Regions from separate parts of the Ovis aries genome. Here region 1 is linked to region 2. A link is a contact called in public Hi-C data. All regions are on one chromosome and are shown on one strand. Each heading gives the region's core, a stretch centred on a gene start, on an enhancer-like site or on the middle of the called end of the contact. The rest is flanking DNA. Distances are from core to core; before and after follow the strand shown. Region 1 overlaps AP2S1 (adaptor related protein complex 2 subunit sigma 1). Region 2 holds the start of SLC1A5 (solute carrier family 1 member 5).

What was found. A called contact is a pair of places that touch in the nucleus more often than the background predicts.
Region 1: a Hi-C map of hypothalamus shows a contact between it and region 2, with 5 times the contacts expected there. The contact joins the enhancer-like site here to the promoter of SLC1A5 in region 2. A contact is called at or near these places in 4 of 16 Hi-C or Micro-C datasets (blood, hypothalamus, mesenteric adipose tissue and 1 more).

The regions. Positions count from the first base shown.
Region 1 is chr14:53,693,883-53,698,165 of ARS-UI_Ramb_v3.0, forward strand. AP2S1 (adaptor related protein complex 2 subunit sigma 1) reads right to left here. Exons shown (of 5, transcript XM_027978526.3): 5 at 3,916-4,283. The coding sequence ends at 4,188. Among named protein-coding and RNA genes, the nearest start is that of AP2S1, 11 kb to the right of the region's middle. Within about 2 kb of position 2,584, at least 12 of the 54 cell types and tissues checked have an H3K27ac peak or open chromatin away from gene starts, as enhancers often do. A contact at or near this core is called in hypothalamus, where this site is marked.
Region 2 is chr14:53,647,556-53,651,886 of ARS-UI_Ramb_v3.0, forward strand. It overlaps SLC1A5 (solute carrier family 1 member 5), which reads right to left and starts at 2,685. Exons shown (of 8, transcript XM_027978525.2): 1 at 1,488-2,685. The coding sequence starts at 2,056.

The DNA of each region.
Region 1 (4,283 bases), core at 1,334-3,833, 46 kb after region 2:
ATTCTTTTTACACAGTTAATAATCATCCAGGTAGACACAGAATATCTTATTTATCCCTTCATCGGTTGACAAGTCTCTGGTTCGTCTCCATCTTTTGGCTAAGGCGAGTAATGCTGCAGGCTTCAGCAATACGTGAACCGTGAACTTCCAGATGTTCAAGCTGGTTTTAGAAAAGGCAGGGGAACCAGAGATCAAATTGCCAACATCTGCTGAATCATCGAAAAAGCAAGAGACTTCCAGAAAAACATCTATTTCCGCTTTATTGACTGTGCCAAAGCCTTTGACTGGGTGGATCACAATAAGCTGTGGAAAATTCTGAAAGAGACAGGAATACCAGACCACCTGACCTGCCTCTTGAGAAACCTACATGCAGGTCAGGAAGCAACAGTTAGAACTGGGCATGGAACAACAGACTGGTTCTAAATAGGAAAAGGAGTACGTCAAGGCTGTATTGTCACCCTGCTTATTTAACTTATATGCAGAGTACATCATGAGAAACGCTGGGCTGGAAGAAGCACAAGCTGGAATCAAGATTGCCGGGAGAAATATCAATAACCTCAGATATGCAGATGACACCACCCTTATAGCAGAAAGTGAAGAGGAACTCAAAAGCCTCTTGATGAAAATGAAAGAGGAGAGTGAAAAAGTTGGCTTAAAGTTCAACATTCAGAAAACGAAGATCATGGCATCTGGTCCCATCACTTCATGGCAAATAGATGGGGAAACAGTGGAAACAGTGTCAGACTTTACTTTTTGGGGCTCCAAAATCACTGCAGATGGTGACTGCAGCCATGAAATTAAAAGACGCTTACTCCTTGGAAGGAAAGTTATGACCAACCTAGATAGCATATTCAAAAGCAGAGACGTTACTTTGGCAACAAATATGCGTCTAGTCAAGGCTATGGTTTTTCCTGTGGTCATATATGGATGTGAGAGTTGGACTGTGAAGAAAGCTGAGCACCGAAGAATTGATGCTTTTGAACTGTGGTGTTGGAGAAGACTCTTGAGAGTCCCTTGGGCTACAAGGAGATCCAACCAGTTCATTCTGAAGGAGATCAGCCCTGGGATTTCTTTGGAGGGAATGATGCTGAAGCTGAAACTCCAGTACTTTGGCCACCTCATGCGAAGAGTTGACTCATTGGAAAAGACTCTGATGCTGGGAGGGATTGGGGGCAGGAGGAGAAGGGGACGACAGAGGATCAGATGGCTGGGTGGCATCACTGACTCGATGGATGTGAGTCTGAGTGAACTCCGGGAGTTGGTGATGGACAGGGAGGCCTGGCATGCTGCGATTCATGGGGTCACGAAGAGTCGGACACGACTAAGCGACTGAACTGAACCGAATGCTGCTATGAACATTCACGGACAAGTTTCTGCATGAATCTACATCTTCATTTAACTTGGGTTCATGTAGAAATTTTGTACATCAGTTTTTATTTCCCTTGGGCAAACAATTAGGAGATTGCTGAGTCATAAAGTAAATGTAATGTTTAACTTTATAAGAACATGCCAGATCCTTCCAGAGAACCCGCCCTGTTTTCCATTCCAAGCAGCAATGTACAAGAGTTCTGGTTGCTCTGCAAGCTTGCCTGGCACACTCTGCATTCTTTTTAAGTATCTATTTTTTATTTAACTATGCCAGGTCTTCGTTACAGCATGCAAACACTTCAATTGCGGCGTGTGGGATCTAGTTTCCTGACCAGGGATCGAATCTGAGCCCCCTGCATTGGGAGCTTGGAGTCTTAACCACCACACCACCAGGTAAGTTCCTTTGCACTTGGTATATTTAATGAGCCATTCTCATAGAGCTGTGGTGACCTCAACAGCATTTAACGTGTGAATACTCTTCCTGAGCACGCTTTTTTCTCTGATTCCAGGGTGCTGCAGTCCATGAGGTCGCGAAGAGTCAGACATGACTGAGCAACTTCACTTTCACTTTTCACTTTCATGTATTGGAGAAGGAAATGGCAACCCACTCCAGGGTTCTTGACTTGAGAATCCCAGGGACGGGGGAGCCTGGTGGGCTGCCGTGTATGGGGTCACAGAGTCGGACACGACTGAATCGACTTAGCAGCAGCAGCAGCAGCAGCAGGTTGACTCAGGGCTGGGGCGGGGGGAGGAGGGGATGGAGGGATTGAGGGGTGATAGCTAAGGGTACAGGTTTCTTTTGGGGTGATGAAATGTTCTGGAAAATATTTTTAATTTTATTATTCACTTATTTAGGCTGTGCTGGGTCTTCCGTTGTGGCTCTTGGAAATGACCTCATCTCCCACCCTGTATCACCCAGCTGCAGATCCAAGCCACAGCTGGCTGCCCCCCACCCATGCTCTCACACCTCACGAGTGATCAGAGTCCTGTTGGTTTAAGCCACTCAGCTCGTGATAGCATTACAGCAGCAACAGGAAACAAATACACTGCTGGAACAATTTATCTATAAAAAGAATTCACCTCCCCAAGCCTCAGTGTCCCAAGTGAAATGAGGATGGTTATGTGTTCACCATCCACGTTTATAGACGTCTTGTCTCTCATAGGGCTGTGCACACAGAAGGCACTTAACGTCTGTGCAGTGAATGCGTGCCGACCGATGCTAGGTACTACCCAGCATTAATTCATTTACTCTTCAGGGACACTCCATGAGAGTAAAAACTATAGTCGACCCACTTGCCAGGTGAAGAAACAGAGGCAAGAGTACAGCGTGCAGCGTGTACAGCGTGCTTGTGACTGAGCTGGGACATGCCTGCCCCCTGCAGGTGGGACAATGACATGAGGCTGGGTCACAGTAGTAGGAGTGGGTGCCGCAAGCCTGCCGTTCTCAGCTCTACCAAGGCTGGCGGCCATGGCTGCAGCTGGCGGCCACCACTCTGTTCTCAATGGGCATGGGGGGAGGGGGCACAGCTGCTCCAGAGGGCACTAGAAACAGGTGCGGGGGAGTTCCCTGGTGATCCGGTGGTTAGGACTTGGCACTTTCACTGTCATGAGCCCGGGTTTAATTCCTGGTCGGGGAACTAGGATCCTGCAAGCTGAGCGAGGTGGCCAAAAGCAAACAAAATGCGCAGGAGTGCCTCCTGTTGCCAGAAGGGCTGAGGGCCACTTGCTGCTGGCACCTGGCAGCCGGGGGCGGGCAGGCCGGCCACGCCCGGGACAGCCCCACACAGTGAAGGCCTGAGGGCCGGCCGCGGCTGGGAGCCACTGAACACGGACCCGGAGCCTGCACCTCAGGCCTCGTTTCTGAGAACCAGGATTCTGCAGCCGCCTGCCTGGGCTCAAAACCATCCTGGTTCAGGACGTCCCTGGTGGTCTAGTGGTTAAGAATCCACCTGCCAATGCAGGGGACACAAATTCGATCCCTGGTCTGGGAAGATGCCACGTGCTGTGGGGCAACTAACGCTGTCATGAGGACTGAGCCTGAGCCTCATGGCGAGAGAAGCCACTGCGGTGAGAAGCCGGTGCCCCCCACTTGCTGCAAGTCCCTGCGTAGCCACGAAGACCCAGCATAGCCAAAAATAAAATAAACAAGTAGAATTTTTTTAAAAAAGAAAAAAACCTGGTTCAGCTGCAGACTCGCTCTGTGATCGTCTGAGTTGAGTGAGCCCCTCTAACCATCCCTTCCGCATCCTCTTTTGAGGGTTAACAAAGGCACGTCACGGCTTAGAACGGCCTGAGCGATGTCGGCGTTGGCTCTGAGTGTCATTATTTTAGGAGCGAGAGCTCAGTGTCTAAATCTGTCACCCTTCCCAGTCCCCCGGGGCCGTCTGCGGGCAGCAGCAGGTATGAACCCCGCTCCCCCCACCCCGCTCCCTCACTCAGCCCGAGGTGTGCTTGTTGACTGACTACCTGACGTACCAACGGCAGGGCCCCTGGAGCTGCCCGCGGTTCCCAGGCAGGACAGGCAGAGGCGCAAGGACACAAGGCCAGGCGGGGACCACAGGTTTATTGGGGGCTCCACGCGCACGCTCACGGCATCACACGAGGACGGCACGGTTACACGGTACACTCGAGGCAGCCTCCGCCCACAGCTGGGGCCCCGAGGCCGTGGGATGTGGCCTCCTCCCCTCCGCCCAGACCCAGCTGGGTGCCTTCCTCCTGGCCAGCTGAGGGAGGGGGCCGCTGGGGCGGACCCCGGGCCAGAAAGGGGAAGCGAGCAGGCTAGTCCGGGGAGGGACTGGGGCAGGAGGGCACGGCCGCCCTCACTCCAGGGACTGCAACATCAGCAACTGTTTGAGCACCTTCGTCTGGCTGGTCTCACGGATCTCGCCGGCCAGGAACATCTCATCCACGACCGT
Region 2 (4,331 bases), core at 1,435-3,934:
TGCTTTCACAGTCCCAACCACTTGGTAACCTCAGATCCTCCCTCTCACCAAAGCCATGGGTACGAGCTGGTGTGGGGGGGTGGTGGTGGCACGGGTTAGTGTCTAGAGATGTGTGACCCTGAAGGTGTGCGTGAGTGTCTATGAGCTGTGTTTAGGCAGTGTTTCACATGTTGGTGTGATCGGCAGCATCAGTGAGTGGCTGTTTGTGCTAAAAAGGTGGGAGTACCCAGTGGGTGTGACGGTATAAGCCCACGTGTCAGTAAGATGGCACAGCCGCGTGTCTGTGTGCCTGTGTCCAGCTGTGTGTCAGCTGCTTATAAAGCTGGGTGGTTCTGAGATGTTCCAGGTCAGTTGTCGAGTGACTGGCCAAGTGCGTTACGTGGATCTGGCACAAGAGCAAAGCTTGTACACATAAAAACAGCCTTCAGGTGGCTGTCTGTCTGCAGGTCAGCCTGTATTCAGCCAGGCCAGCCAGGGCTGGGTCAGGATGCAGCTATCTGTCTGAGCCAGGAGGTGCCCACCCACGTTAACTTCTGGACACCCAGCCTTCCCCCAATATCAGCCTGCGTTGATGCCAAGAGGCCAGGGGGGAACACTGTTCCGTGACTCGTCATTTCCTTCTGCCACTTCCGGGAAGTCCCCAACCAACCTGGAGATACTGAATCAGCAGCCCTCAGAGGCAAGGCCGTGTGGACCCAGCCCGTCTGCCCTCCTTAAAAGGGAGAAGAGCTATTCTTGAGGAGCAGGGAGCAAAAGCCCGAAGGAAAAGAATCTGCCCCCTCTCTGGGCAGCCTAGTGCCAGCGGAGGGCAGCCGGGGCCAGACAGAACAGGAAATGGGATGGTAAGGCTGCACAGGTGGCAGCATGCATGGTCCAGCACAGATGAACTAAGCGTGGAAGAGAGGCTCAGAAAAGGACCTGGCTTTGTCTGGGTGACACATGGTGGGGGAACCACATGGGAAGAGGGCCTGGTTGGGGGAGGGTCCCCTCCAATCTCAAGTCCTTCAGGGCTCCCTGATGCAGAGCTCCCCAAACTTTTATCCAGACAAGGGACTTAAATCTTTATCCAGAAATCTCATCCTGGGGCCCTCCAACACCCAAAGATTCCCTTCCAATATCCCCTCAGCATCCTCCCCTTTAACAGCAGAGACCCTCCTAGGCCCCCCAATCAACACATCCTCCCCACCACCCCGGCTGCCAAGCATCACTGCTAAGACTTTCATGCCTATCACTGTCCTGTGGGGTCCCCTTTATGTACTCAAGCCCTCATATTTAGAAACCTCCAGGAGTGCGTCCTCACCCTCCTTATCCTGACCCTCCCCAGAGCCCCCCCAACTATCCCACCCCGTTTTCCTGAGGCCCTGGAGATGTCCCGGCCCCCCACCCCAGGACCCCAACCCCTCTTCCATCCACGTGGCGACTCTCCTTCCCACCAAGCTGAAGCACCCCTATCCCCCACCCCTCCACCAGATAGGGCGGGCTCTGACCTCACAAGATCCAGGAACGAATCGAGCACCTCCTTGGTGGGGGCCTCTTCCACCGGGCCCATGGCCGCGACCGAGGTGTTGATGGCGGCGAAGGCGGCGCCCGGCTGCAGCGCGAGCGCCAAGCCCACGCCGAGCGCCGACGCTAGCAGTGTGGTGACAAGGAAAAAGAGCAGCGCCCAGGCGCCCAGGCGGCCGAGCGCGCTCGGATCCAGGCTGGCGGCGCCGCCGATCAGGCTGCACACCACCAGCGGTAAGATGATCATCTTTAACAGGCGGAGCAGCAGCTCTCCCGGAAAGGAGAAGGCTTCTAGGCGCGCGGGGCCCAGGGCGAGCGCGCCGCCGGCTCCCGAGACCCCCAGGCCCAGTGCCACGCCGGCCACCACGGCCACCACCGTCAGCAGCACCAGCAGGTTGGCGCGAAGGCAGCGACGCACCTGATCCCTGGAACAGCAACGGCCGCCTTTTACCGAGCCTACGTCCTCTATGGGGACCAACGTCGAGACACCGTTGGCGGTGGGTTCCGCCGCCGCGTACCCTTTGGGGTCTCCCTTAGGCGGATCGGCCACCATGATGAACGCCCCTGGGGTTCCTTAGCGCCTGCAAGCTGGGAGCGCTTGGGGTTCCTTCTCAGGACGCTGACGTTCCTTAAAACTTTAACAGAGTCCGGAGGCCAGAACTTTCAAGAATTCTTTGCAGTTGTGAGTTCACAGCGCTCAAGTTCCTTGGCTCTTAGAAGCTGAAATGTTTGAGAGTCCCTTGGCTGGGCGCTGGGGTTCCTCTGTTCTCAGTCTGTGCCCGGCGCTGAAAGCTGGGAGGTGGGAGCGCTGGCGTTCTTGACCGTAGGGGTTAGGAATACGGGAGTTTCTCGAAGTGGGACCCTGGGGTCCTCGGCTCCGGAAGGGTTGAAGACGTCCGGGGGGCGGCGGTCTTCAAGAGGCTAGGTCCTGGTGGCTCAGATCCGGGACGCCTGGATCCGGGAGGCGGGAACCTGGCGACTGGCGGGGTCCTGGAAACAGAGGGCTGGGGAGTCTGAGTCTGGGGGCCAGAAGACGGAGCTCCGGGAAGAAGGGAGCCAGGTTCTTGGGTCCAAGAGGGGAGATTCGAGCCCCGGGATGCCGAAGGCGGTGGCCCGAGACCCCGGGAGTAAACAGCTGCTAGCCTATACCAAACCTCCCGAGCGCGCCGCGTGGCTCTGAGTGGCTTTGGCGGAAGCTGGCGGGACTAAGAATCCTGGGGCGAGGCCTGAGAGAGCCGGAGAGGAGCGCACCGCTGGCGATTGGCTCTCGCGCTTATAGGGCGGGACTTAGGGCCGGGGTGGGCGGGACTTAGGGCCGGGGTGGGTGGGCCCAAGGCACCCCGAGGGAAGGCAAAGTAACAGTTTGTATTTAGGGGCAGGGGCAGGGGCAGGGTCCGGGTGGGGTGTGGAGGGTCCGCAGGGGCTGGGCGTTGGAAGGAGGTTTGTTTTTCCTCCTAGAAAGGCTAGGATTGGGGGCTCTAAACCACAAAAGTCCCTGGAGCCAAATCATCTAGAAAGTGCCAGGTAATCCGCGGGGGGCTTATCGTGTAAATCTGTTTAGCTCCTACCGCCCTAAATTCCGTTTTTTTTTTTTTCCCTCGTTGCCAATTCCTCGATGTCGAAGTAAAATACAGATCCCTCACGTGATTGGTTAAGATTTAAATAAAATGGAGTGATTGAATGATGTTAATAATTTTCAGAATAAAGGTTCTCAGTTCAGAGCCCCACACGTGTCGATTAATGGCAGAATCGATGCGTTTGAACGGTGGTGCTAGAGAAGACTCTTGGGAGTCCCTAGGACTGCAAGGAGATCCAACCAGTCCATCTTAAAGGAGACCGGTCCTGGGTGTTCATTGGAGGGACTGATGCTGAGGCTGAAATTCCAATATTTTGGCCACCTCAGGCGAAGAGTTGACTCATTAGAAAAGACCTTGATGCTGGGAGGGATTGGGGGCAGGAGGAGAAGGGGACGACAGAGAATGAGATGGCTGGATGGCATCACCGACTCGATGCGCATGAGTTTGGGTGAACTCCGGAAGCTGATGATGGACAGGGAGGCCTGGCATGCTGAGATTCATGGGGTCACAAAGAGTCGGACACAACTGAGCGACTGAACTGAACTGAAGATTGTAATCCACTTCCCCCAGGTAGGTAATTTGCAGTTATCTATTTTAAATGGTAATTCAGTTTAAGGCTTTTACTTTCACCAAATATTTTCCTCTTTTTATTATGAACATTTTCAAGATACAAAAAAGTTTAGAGGATTTTACAGTGAACACCCAAATAGCCCAGACCTAGAGTCTAGAGTTATTTCACCATACTTCTATATACAATCTCTATACATTTATCTTTCTCTAGCCATCTACCCATTCACCTTCTTTGGATACATGTCAAAGTAAGTTGCAAATATCAGCGCCCTTTCCAAACAATTAAGGATGCATTTATTAATCACAGTTCAATATTTGTATGCAATCCTCTTTATTTATTTTTTTATTTTGGGGCCATACTGACTGGCTTGTGGGATCTTAGTTCCCTGACTAGGGCTTGAACCCACATTTTGGGCAATGAAAGTGCTGAATCATAACCACTAGACCACCAGTGAATTCCCTGTACACAGTCCTTTTTCACAAAATGCACAAACCATTAGTGACGCCTGCTGGTTTTTGACAAATGCGTATGCCTGATTTCACCGGAATCTCCAAAACTGCTTGGTGAGGTTGGGTCCACTAATATACCCATTCTCCAGATGGGCAAAACTGGGCCTTATGGCCAGAGGAAGTCACTCACCTTGAAGCCGCACCTGAAGGGAGCTGGGAGTTGCAAACCTG